2 separate regions of the Zea mays genome follow, and region 1 is linked to region 2. Evidence: chromatin contacts called from public Hi-C data. All regions are on one chromosome and are shown on one strand. The core of a region is the stretch at or near the end of the contact, and the rest is flanking DNA. Distances in the headings are between cores, read along the strand shown. Region 1 has its middle 12 kb from the start of LOC103626749. Region 2 has its middle 73 kb from the start of LOC103626746.

The links. A called contact is a pair of places that touch in the nucleus more often than the background predicts.
Region 1: a contact with region 2 is called in a Hi-C map of leaf, with 4 times the contacts expected there. The contact joins two enhancer-like sites. A contact is called at or near these places in 2 of 25 Hi-C or Micro-C datasets (endosperm and leaf).

The regions. Positions count from the first base shown.
Region 1 is chr5:100,741,716-100,747,812 of Zm-B73-REFERENCE-NAM-5.0, forward strand. No RefSeq gene overlaps it. Among protein-coding and RNA genes, the nearest start is that of LOC103626749, 12 kb to the left of the region's middle. Within about 2 kb of position 3,821, at least 17 of the 20 cell types and tissues checked have an H3K27ac peak or open chromatin away from gene starts, as enhancers often do. A contact at or near this core is called in leaf, where this site is marked.
Region 2 is chr5:100,590,413-100,596,927 of Zm-B73-REFERENCE-NAM-5.0, forward strand. No RefSeq gene overlaps it. Among protein-coding and RNA genes, the nearest start is that of LOC103626746, 73 kb to the right of the region's middle. Within about 2 kb of position 1,714, at least 18 of the 20 cell types and tissues checked have an H3K27ac peak or open chromatin away from gene starts, as enhancers often do. A contact at or near this core is called in leaf, where this site is marked.

The DNA.
Region 1 (6,097 bases), core at 2,571-5,070, 150 kb after region 2:
CTTGAGCATTTCTACTAACCTTTTGAGATCATCCTCTAATGCTCATCTCACAAGTCCACATGCTTCTAATCCTTGGGGAAATACCGTATCTTAGGGTCAAGGACTTCTTTGATCAAGTCAGATCATCACATCACAAGTTTGTATTGAAATTTTTGCCTAGTGGATGCAAACTAGGTGTAGCATACATAATGAAATGCCAATGCATATGATGTCATGCCAAAGTTTTAGTTCTCGTAACACCAGGGGTGTTACAGTGTTGGCATCAATCACCAAAAAGGGGGGAGATTGAAAGGGAAATGGCCTTCACCGTTTTCTCTAAATGGATTTTCATGATTGATGACCATCACAACCCAATGGACTAACTAGTTTGCCTAATTGATTATTTCATAGGTGCATAAGTCTATCCATCTCAATTCTAAGTCGACTGTCCGAAATAATGTAGATTTCCGGACATGAGAGATTTTTGGAAAATCGCCTGTGTGCGAACCATCCAGGCCCATCCAGTAGACCGTTCGCGACACCTCGGTGCACCTCGGACAGGAACTACGCAAATTTCAGATCTTCTACTCTGAACTGTTCGAAGGAGAGAAGAGTATTGTCTGAGACCAAGCGCGGATCGTCTAGCCCTCAGGCGCGGACCGTTTGCCCGTTGAAAACCAGAAAACCCCAAAGTTGACGGGTTCGGTAAAATTTATTTTTAGCGTCCTCGTGGACCGTCTAGGGTGCACGGTCGGAGCTCCATCACTGTTTTTCTAACATTTGACGACACATTTAATGCACTTATAGCCGTTACTACTGACCGTTGGGATTTTAGTCGTTGATATGCAGGGGCGGACCGTATGACCTAGTGGCGCGGACCGTCCGCGTGTGGCAGAAAATTGGTAGTGGCTATGTGGTGGTTGAGTGTTATAAATACAACCCCAACCACCTCTATTCAAGGCATCTAGTCATTCAAACTCCCACATTCATTGCAAAGAGCTAGAGTTCACTCCAAAGCCCCACACAAGCATCAAAGATCTTCCAAGTGCAACTATAGTGATTGTCTTCATTAGTGATTAAGTGCCTTGTGATAGATTCTAGAGAGTGTGAGCTAGTGTTTCATTTGTCGCTCTTTGTTGCTTGGTTTCTTGATCATGCTTTCTTGATATCCTTCTAAACTCTCAAGTAACATGTAAAGCTAGCAAGAGACATCTTGTGTGGTGATCCTTGCGACGTCTAAGTGACCCTCGAGATTAAGAAGAAGCACTCAACCGGTCTAAGTGACATTTTGAGAGAGGGAAATGGTTGAAAGAGACCCAGCCTACATGGCTTCCTCAACTAGGAGTAGGTTTTTTGGAACCAAACCTCAGGAAACAAATCATCCTTGTCTTTGTGTTAATCTTGTATTGCGATTTGATTCTTCCTCCCCCTCTCTCTAAGTTCTCTTGCTTGCAATCATTTTGAATTAGGTCCCAAAGTTACCCGCATTGATTGAGCAACTCGTGGCAAGAAGAACTATCTTCCGCACTCTGATTTCGTTACTACTCATTCTAACGTTAACCTCGGGTGAAGTTTGTGTTCAAAGTTTATAATTTACAGGTGTTTCCTATATGTCCCCCTGTAGGAAACTTTCACTTTTATTTCAACGGCCTTAGGCCTCCACCTTTTTTGTGGTGGTGTCTACTTAGGGTGTGTATCATTGAATATTTTTTTCTGCTTTCTCTTGCCTTCTTCATTTTGCTCTTAGGCGCTACAACTTGCACTTTTGAGAGTGTGTTAGTCCCAATGGGCACCATCGGGGCATGGAGTATTTGAGGACAACTATTTTAGCGGTATTGTCACACCCGGGTTTCGGGGCACCAAGACCCGGGCGCGAACATAATCATCAGGTGTGCTGGGACCAAGTCTCACACATATGATGAATCATGGCACAGGATCGAATGTCACATCTTTACTATATAATAGGAGTTCTATACAAAATAAATAAATAATTACATTATAAGTAGACAACGGTCCAGCAACCCAAAGTTGACTGGGAGACGACGGCCTAGACCTCTCACGAACACATCACAACATCCTCCATGCGCCTCATCCTGCGATACCTGTCCTTGACCTGTGGGGGTGTGAGACAGCAAGAGTGAGCTCACATACGTTCATAGCTCAACAAGTTGTGGGGAATAATGTGCATGACTCGCCAAAGGTGGGAGCTCACGTGAAGTTTAAGGCTTACCAAAGAGGATGGTTGAAGTTGAGCATTGCTTTTAAAGTTGGTCAAAATTTTATTAGCAATTACTAAGTATAGGTAAATACCAAACCCAATTAAGTAGTAGAACAAAAGTAATAACAACACCTGCGATGCAATGCATATGACAAATTGAATTTAAGTACTATAAATTAATCATGTGAGGGTCCGAGCTGCTCATGACCGTGAGCACGGCTGATATACCAGTTTTACACTCTGCAGAGGTTGCACATCTTTACCCACAAGTCATGTTATCCATCTGCCACGGGGTTGTACGGGCCCCATACACCTCTACCAAGGAAGCGAGGCAGGGTAACACTACGAGGCCTTTATAAAGTTCCACTAGCTTCAGAAAACCTGCTACAGTTTATAGTAAGCTCCAATGCAGGTATCCCTCACCTAACCGTCATCGCAGCAAAATCAACCCAAGGACCTCCCTACACTGACCACTCCCCGACTGCCCTTGCCCCTTTCGGGTAAGGTAGTCATCCACTAGCTTTCCTAGTTAATCAGCCAAGGGCATCCCATACTACCCTTGTGGTAGCACTGTTTTCCCGGGTGGTCGCTCCATGTTCCAATTAACATAATGATCTTATCATGAACAGTAAATAACAACTGATAACAAAAGTATAATCATGAAAAATGTGTATCTCAATGCCCAAATCCACATATAGCACTAGCAAGTACTACCCAAAAAGTTCAGTGGTAAACAAGCCATAAAGATAATCAAACTAGGGTAACCTATTGGGTCCCATCAAAATTAACCTATGTAGATCATTATGATTAATCAGAACATGAGTGGGTAAAAAAGAGTGATCAAGGGCACAACTTGCCTGGGAATTGAGATTCTAGGTACCAACTTGCTCTTCAGATGACACGTGTCCTCACTGCTAAACGTAGCAATACAGACAAACATGTATAGGCAAAATTAACATCACACCAAACATAAGAATAAACTGCATAACAATATTCTACGTTGCGTAACGAGATCGTAGAAACAAGAACCACTAAATTCGGAGCTACGGTTATTAAGTTATGAATTTCCGAAATTATTTAGTGCTTAGAATAGATTAATCCAAATGAACAATTTTAATTCAAGTTTCTTGGCTAAACAGTGCTATTAGTTGATAGACAATATTAAAACAAAATTAATGCAACTGAAACGGATTAAAAAGAAGTTAAAATGAAATTTCTATGAATTAAATAAGTTCTGGATATATTTTTATACACAAAAACACTTTTCTAAATTATTTTCTAGAATTTCCTAAGCTTACGGACTAGGCACAATATTTCTTAAAAGATCAGGGGCCTAAATCACAATTCCCCTAAGACTATGATTCCTGGTGCAAGGACCTCGGGTTATTATTAAAATGTCCAGGGTCTCTTATACATAATCCCCTGGCTGAAGGGGTATGATGGATTTTGAGCCATCCGATCTAGTCCCAAGGGCCCAGATTAGAAATCCGGCCACTACGAATCGGTACGAATCTTGATATGTCCGATACAAAATTGACGGCCCAGATCCAATGACTAAAGGTTTACATCCTCGGTCCAATCTCGCCCCTCTATCCCACGATCGACGGTCCCAATTGATCCAGCCGAATCGCTACACAGTGTTTGATCACAGCCGTTCATTTTAGACCAACGACCACCACGCTGTCCACTACTTCCCAACGCCGACCCGGTGAAACACCGCTCTTGGGTACAGCGGCGCCATGGCCAGTGCGAGCCGAGATACGATTCCAATGTCCAAACTTAGATTAGATGAACGCTACGCGTAGAGGAGAGCAAGGCGAATTGATCTAAGGGTAACACCCAGATGTATGCAGCCCAGTGCCCAGACCACGGTGAGGAGCGGGCGGCGGCAACCTCGAACGCCGGCGACGAATTCCCATTGGACCGCATGATCCCGAGCCTGAATCTCCCACCGCACATCTACCCTACGCGCTCCTCTTCCCTCTGGACTGGTCGCCGAGGTCGAGCCGGCTCCCGCCCATGGAGATTAAGTCTGGCGGTGGGTTTCTCCTCTGTTCTCCCTCGTGGCGAAGCTTCGGCGCGTGCGACAAAACACCTAGTTGACCTATGGTGGCGGTGCTTGGATGGAATGCGGAGAGAAGGTCACGGCTACTGGGTTCTTATACCCAAGTTCCGGTGAAACAACCCGCCTGGAAACCACGGAGAGGGATTTTCGTCCGCCAAACGCGCGTTCAGTTGGAGAAGAACGAACTGACAAAGGGGCCCACTCGACAGCGAGTCATCCGCGACGAGTGCCCGGGTCAATCGGACTCACGGGCACGGGATTGGGGAAAGTGGCTGACGCACTGGGCCCAATTGTCAGCGAGAGCGAAGAGAGGCGCGTGCAAAGGAAACTGGGCCGCGGGAGGAGGGGAATCGCTGGACCCAGGGACCCACATGTCGGCGCGCGGATGGCTGGGGAAATTCATTCGTGGGCCGAATGGAGGGAAGTCGGCCCAGCACAGGTTTCTGTCTTTTTTCTTTTTATTTATTTATTTTCTTTTTTCCAATTTCCCCCCTTATTTTCACATGCCAAATTCAAATCTGATTGTGATTTGTTTTTTTAAATATCCAAATAATATGCAGCACACAAAGATCACAATATGAATTTATTTATGTTTATTTTCATATGCTTATATTTAATTATTTTGATCCCTAGTGCAATTGTTTCCATTATGCACACACATATCATTCATTTTAGAAAAATATTATTTTTTTGTAGGATCAAGAAGTTAATAATAAACTAAAATTGAATATTCACTACTTACTTATCTTTAGAATCAAGTAAGAGTTACTTAAATACTCTGAAAAGTTTTTATGTTATACTTTTATGAAGGAAAAAAATACTCTGTTTTGGTTAGTGAATTGAAGATCATCAATCTTTTAGAAAAAATGTTATAGACTCTAAAATGGAATTTTCGGGGTTACAAATTATACTTTTCAAACTTAAACTTGTCTCATACATTTGAATTCAAATGCAACATACAAGAAAACTTTAGCATGAGATGCCTATTTCTATATTTATTTATTTGTTATTTGACTACTTTATCTCTCTTAAGTGAGTATTCACAAAGAAAAGGGAAAACACATAATTCCCAAAACGATGTTATGTAACTCCATGTATTTATTTATTTCATTATTATTAATAATAATTTTTTTCCTTATACAAATTTTAGGGCTTTACAGGTATTGACTTTATCTTTTTCTTTATTAGTTTCGACCAATTTACCGAAGGTCATCGTCCATTCATTATAACCATTAATGATGACCCATGTTGTGCCTATTCTAATAATGTCACCAGCTATTGTCCTTTTCCTTCCTTGGAACATGGGGCGAATTCTATAGATGTGGGAGTTTTTTCCCTATGCCCCCTACCGGATTGGTTGGCTTTTGGGGCCGGGTATTCTGGCAACCTTGCAAAAACTGTTCCTGATGACCAGATTGGGGAGGACCCAATCGGTCATGTACTGGTGGTGCCAGCCTATCAAACACATATGTTTCTTGTGCCCCCCAAGCTGGGTGTGGCTGCATCTCATAAGGGTATGGCGACATGCTCCACATGTGATTTCGAACATATGGGAGGGGCATGTATGTATGAGGGTATGAGAATTGAGGTGGGTATGGCATGGGTGGATATTGAGGTGGAGGGGTCCATGGTGTTGAAGTGAGTTGTGCGTTTGGGACTAATTGAACAACATTTTGGGTCGATTTATTCGGCCTTGTTTGTTGAGATGACCCAGTTGCTTTTGCCTGCCTGCCTCGGGTGGGCAAATAGGGTCACTTTACCGGCCGATCATTGTAACTAGCCTTTTTGTTGACATACTTAGACAACAGTTGGTCAAAGTTGGGCCGACTTTAATG
Region 2 (6,515 bases), core at 464-2,963:
GTCTTTTTAACCGAAGCTCAGAAAGCTTGAAATACTAGCAAGCGTTAGTGAGCAAGAGCTATGAATTTGAGGAAGTAAAGCAAATGGCACAAGCAGCGTATCAAATATAGCTGGTGTGAGTTCTTATTTATACGCTCAGCACGCTCCAAATTAAGGGGGGCCCATCCGTCATTGGCTGTTGCTATTCTAGCAAAGGGAAGGTGCTTTTTCGAACCTTCGGCTTAAGGCCTTCGTACATGTCGCAGTCTGAACTTGTTATCTTAAACAAATTAATACTGCGAGGGGCTACTGTTGGGGGCCTTCGTCCTCCCAAGGTCCTCAAAAACGTAATTTAACAATATCTTCCAAGTGTGACATATGAACAGGTACCTTCGGACTCGGGTTAAAAGCATATACGATGTAAAAAGCATGATCATGACGAAGGTTGGAATTGCTCCGAAGCTACGCGCAAGGGAGCTTCGGCTAAATAACGGAAAAAGGAACCGACTTAAAGGGGAAAAGGCTATCTTGTCCTCATAGATTTGTCTATAAGTCAATAGTGAATATAAAGGGCATGAATGTAATTTCTCACAGGCTGCGTTCTGTGCCTATAAATAGATGAACAGTACGCTCGTACTGTTCACGCTGACTTGTATTCACTTGTGCGTCACGCTTGTACTTTTATCTTCTTTCAAGCCGAAGGTACATTTATAATTCAATATTATTTTTACCTTTTCATGGTAATATGATGAGAATGATTTAATAATGTTATATGATTGTTTATGTTGTCTCTTGTACTTCATATGCTTCTCCTTTTATTAACATATATCACAATCAACGAAGGTATGTCCTTCAAAACCTTCGTCCCAAGATCATTATATCCTAAGGGAGATAATAATTCGAAGGACGAAGGTCATTAACGTTTAACATTTTGTGTTGCCTTATTCTTAATTCATAGCATTTGAGAACAAGTCCCCAACAGTAACAAGATAACCAAACTAGGGTGAACTATTGGGCCCATCAAAATAAAACCTATGCATGAATTAAATGATTATAAAGAACATTATTGGGTAATAAAAGTGGTCAAGGGCACAACTTGCCTTCAATGAGCTCCTACTCAGCAACTTCTATCTGCTGAACACTCGGATCCTCAGCCACTGGCTCTTCTACTCACCACAATACAAACAAGCATAGTACGAAGAGGAAATTAACATCACACCAAACATATATACAAAATACATATTAATAATCTACATACTAAAATAAGATAATAGGAAAAAGAATCATTAAATTTAGAGCTATGGATTTTAAGTTATGAATTTCCAAAGGTTTTATGTGCTTGGTACAAGATTAATTAAGAGATAATTTTTAATACAGTTTTTATGTCAAAACAGAGACACTATGTGATGAACAATATTATTACAAAGGAGATAAAATGAATTTTATATGAATTTCACAAGTTTCTAGAATTTTTTGTGTTAAAAATCAATTTCTGATATTATTATATGGTTTTACTTATTCTCTAGACTGTGCGACAAATGCAGGAAAAGGAAGGGGTGACTACGTAAAAATCTCGAGACTCAGTCAATAGTAGCACTGGACTGCGGGTTTATTCCACTGAACCCGAGGGGTTCGTGTGCAAAAGGCTCGTAGCGAAAGGGTATGGAGCCTCTATGGCCGTTCGATCTAAAACCGACGCACTAGATTAGATCATCGCGTTATAAAACGGGTAGCCTACCCCGATCGTCCGATCCGAAATCAATGGATGAAGGGCGATCCTGCCGTGATCTAATCTAAACCATCCATTACCGCATCAACGTTCCAGATCCCACAGAGCGAATTGGTACGCCGTGATCTAATCACGATCGTCCGTCTTGAATCCTACGACCATGATCTAATCACGCGAAGGGGTATCCTATCATATGATCTTGACCGTTCAACTACGATATGATTGAACCGTGCAGGTTCGTCTTCTTTCTTTCCCTTCCACGGAACGACAGCACGAGTGTGATACACGGTGGCACCCTCGCCGGTGCAAGCCATCGCAAGCGCAAGAGCGTGCCATGAGCCAAGCGCGACACTACACAAAGAGAAGACTATGGCGAACCCTGTCGTGGCATCCATTTAGTGAACCACAGGTGGACTGGGCCCGACCACGACAGCCCGCGGAACCACGGCGGAGGCGCACACCGACCGGAAATCCCTGGCACCCTACGACCCCGTACTATGCCATTACACAGTAACCGCAACGGAAGGTAGGAGACAAATGGAACACAGAGATCCATACCAGCACTAGAGTCCTGGAGACGTTCGTCCGCAGCGTGACGCGAGATGGCCGGACCCGCCCTGCTCCAGCGAGGAATTGACACCCGATGGCCCGAATCCGCTCCAAATACCGGTATGAACCCGCTTTGTGCGCAACGGCGAACCCCGACAGCTGGACACAGGGTCGCAATTACGGCGAACTCCTGAGCACGGCGACGACGGCGCTAATATTCAGCTCCTCACCAACTCTCTATGCAACACTACGACCAAGACGAGGGGAAGGGGGAGAAAAGAACGGCGAGCTGGTTCTTATGCACGAGGCCGGGTCTCCCGAGCGATCCGTTGGGAAGGTGCGGAAGTGGTTGAGGGAGGTCTGGCTTCTCCGGTGAAGGAGACAGCTCGCGTTGTCGTGGTGAGGTAGCGAGGAACTGACCAAAGGGGGCCACCAGTCAGCGCAACAAGAGATGGGCGCAGAATTGGCAAAGCGGGCTCAGCAGTCATCCGGTCACTACCCCCGTGGGCACACTTGTTGGCACTGCGGCACGTGCGCGCCCGACCACGCGAGGCACGACAGGGGGCCGCCTGGTGAGAATCAGCCCAATAATGGTTTTTTCTTTCCCTTTTTCTTTTATATTATCCTTTTTCCTTTTCTTTTCCTTTTAATTTCTAGAATTCAAATTTGAATTCAATTTTAACTATGAACTTATACTCATTTTAAATGTACAAATTGAACCCAATAATATGGAAGGTCTAACTATTTTTATATTTATTTTCTTTATCTTTGTTTAGTATTCTTCCTTCCTTTTCTCCACATTTTAAATTTCTAACTTTAGGTTTAAATGTCTATTTCACCATTTGTTTATTTCTACTATCATTAACTTTGTAGACAAATGCACAAACAAATAAACACCAACATGATGCATAGGTTATTTAGGTGTATTTGGGTTTTAATCCCTTTTTAATGGTGTTTGTTTACATGTAATAGTAGGTAGAAACAAGTCATATATATAAAGGAAAATAATTTCACCTTTTATATTTTTTTACAAATTAGGTATTGCAGTTCTCTATAATCATTGTGGCATGCTTAGGTTAATTTGATGGGACCTAATAGGTTACCCTAGTTTGGTTCACCCTACACCTTGCAAAAAAATGAACTATTAGGTGGTTTGGCTATAGCTTTACCTGGTACTAGGATTAATGTTACATCTGAATTATGATCATGCTTACCATTATTGTTGGATTATTTATTGATCGTGATAAGATCATTTTGTTAATCGGAACATGGAGAACCACCCGGAAAAATAGTGCTACCACATGGGTGGAATAGGACGCCCTTGGCTGACTAATTAGGAATGCTAGTGGAGGACTACTTTAAACGAAAAGGGCAACCGCGGTGTGAGGAGCTAGCAGGATAGGGAGATTCTCGGGTCGATCATGATGCGATAGCTTTTTGGACGAGGGATCCCAATATTGCCCCTTCTTGTAGAAACCATAGTGGGTTTTCTGAAGCTTGTTGAACTTTGTAAAGGCATCATAGTGCTACCCTGCCTCGTCTCCTCGGTAGAGATGAATGGGATTTCTAGACCCCTTGGCAGATGGGTAACATAGCTTGTGGGTAAAGATGCGCAACCTCTATAGAGTGTAAAAATGGTATATCACTCGTGCTCACGGTCAAGAGTGGCTCGGACACTCACATGGCTAAGTTATGCAATTAAACCTTAATCTGTCATATGCATTGCATTGTGGGATTTATTATAAATGTGATCTCTTAGTTTGGGTCGGTATATACTTATACTTAGTAACTACTAATAAAATTTGACCAACTCATTAAAAGCAATGCTCAGCCCTAACCCTTATTTGTTGATAAACCTTACACTGCACATGAGTCCCCACCGTAAGTGAGTTCATGCACATTACTCCCCACAACTTGTTGAGCGATGAACGTATGTGAGCTCATTCTCGCTATAAACCCTCCCACAGGTGAAGAGCAGGTACCCCCGAAGGAAGACTACTATGACGAGTTCAATGAGATCTAGGTGTCGTCTCCCGGTAAACTGTTGGTGCCAAGGAGATAGTTATATTAGTTCGATTTATTTACTATCAGCTATTTTATAATACATTCTAATTTTATAATAAAGTTTGTGACATTCGTCTCTATACATTGAGTCATTGTATGTGCGGTTATCGATTTGGCGCACATATGAGACGCACCCAGGTTGCCCTTAAATCCCGGTGTGACACGTGGTGGCCAATGCAGTTGATGTGTGTATTACTGTAGCTTGTTTGCCACTGTGAAATGCCCCAGTGAAGCACATCAAGTCTATTTATTTGTGTGGCTTGCCATAGTGTTTTGAAACCCAAAACGAAGCTCCACTATTTCCTGTCGGTCTCGTAGCTTCTCCATCGTGTATAACCTACTATCCCTTGCACCTAGGTTGAGTCCTCAACCTTTCCCCAGTCCTCTAGTTTTACTGCATTAGCTTGACGTGACGTTGGCTCTAACAGCGGTGACCACACTGGCTTTTCTCCTCGGTTCACCATGGCCAGCCGGTTTTGTGGTATGGTCGTTCGTTTAGCTGGTGTTTTGTGATCCAGTATTGCCATGATGCTCACCGAGCCATTCTTTTGAATGCTACCGCAAGTCCGCAACAAGTCAAATGGAACACCATCGTGTCACTGGTTAACACCGTCGCGGGTAACTTCAACATTGATTGGTTAACTCACACCTTCTTCAAGATAACCTATGTGAGCATCGTGTATTAGATGTGCTACTGGTTCTCATAGTAGTCCTAGGTTGAATGCTACCATGTTAGAACCATGGCCCGACCTCGCCGGAGCTCGGTTCTTCGCCGCACCGTGGACAGAGATGGTGTAGCTCGCTACTCTTCGATTAACTAGAGAGAAATAGTGGGCTAGGGTCAGGTGTCATGTAGGTGTGCTTTTCCTCGCAAGAGAGGGTCACCGGCGGCGAGCCGTGTGCGTGCGGCCAGGTGTTGGACGGTAGATCGCTGAAGTTGGAGTCGGGGCTGAGAAGTTGCGAAAGGATAGAAGTTTGAGGGCCTCGGTGCAACTGTCAGTGAGAGAGGGGAATAGTGCTTAGGACTCTTAGGGCCCCTTTGGCAGGGCTCTGGCTTCTCCAAAAACGGCTTTGGCTCTGGCTCACGAGGTGAAACCACTTCTTTAGATGAGCCAAAGCCATTCTGAAAAATCATTTGGCAAAACGGCTTATAGGTTGTTTTTCAGAAAGACCCTTGTATAGTTTATCTCTCCTGTACGTGGCTAGGGATTGAGGGCAGGACAAAAAAAATAATTTGGACTGGTGGGAGGGCTATTGTACAAAAATGACGTGAGCTGAAGCCGGGTGAGCCACTTTTTTTGGCTCATGCCCTCTAGTTCATTTTGGAAAAGCACTTCACTAGTGAAGCCATTTGAAAAAGAGGTGTTTGGCACAACTTTTACATGAGCCAGAGCCGAAGCTGAAAAATAAGCCCTACCAAAGGGGCCCTTAATCAGTTAACCAAATCAACGAGGGTCTCTGTGAAAAATGGTGGGCGCGGGGCTGGTTTCGTGTGTGCTCGTGGGCCGAACGCCGAACCTGGGGTTGCGGCCTAGAAGTGTTGATAGTTTTTTTTTCTTTTTGCTGATAGGTTGTAAAATCCACCAGAAAATGCAAAAAATGTGAAAACAATTTTGTAGAGTCCTTAAAATTGTATAGTTTTTGCTAAAATTAGTTTTAGGATTTTTACAACAAAAAGTAAATTTTAGGTAATTAAAAAGTGCCCTTAGAAAGTTTAAATGAATTTTAGAAATAAAAGTAGAGCAACCAAAATTAAGAAAATTTATGGAAAAACTATTTACCACTATATTACCACTTGGTAAAATTTGAAACTATTTGGAGTTGATTTGCCCAGAAAACATTGAAATGGCCAAAAAGAGAAATACTAAATCTATAAACTAGTGTTAATGTATGTTTAGAGTAAATTATACAATATAAATTATTGAGTAACAAACTTAGTGAACTTTGGTACGATTAGTTATCTAGTTTGTCGAGGTAAATCCAGTTTGGTCACTTTTGTCATGTGTTTGCTTATGTAGAAATATGTGTATACTTGTCATGTGCTTATTTATGAGCGTTTATGTGTCCCAAACCTCTCCCTTGTGAGAGATTGCATTTTAAACCATTACATAAGCATTCATGTATTTGTAATTGACTTGTAGAACGCCTAGAAGAAGAAGTTGAAGTGGAAGTGGAACCAATTCCTCAATCAGAA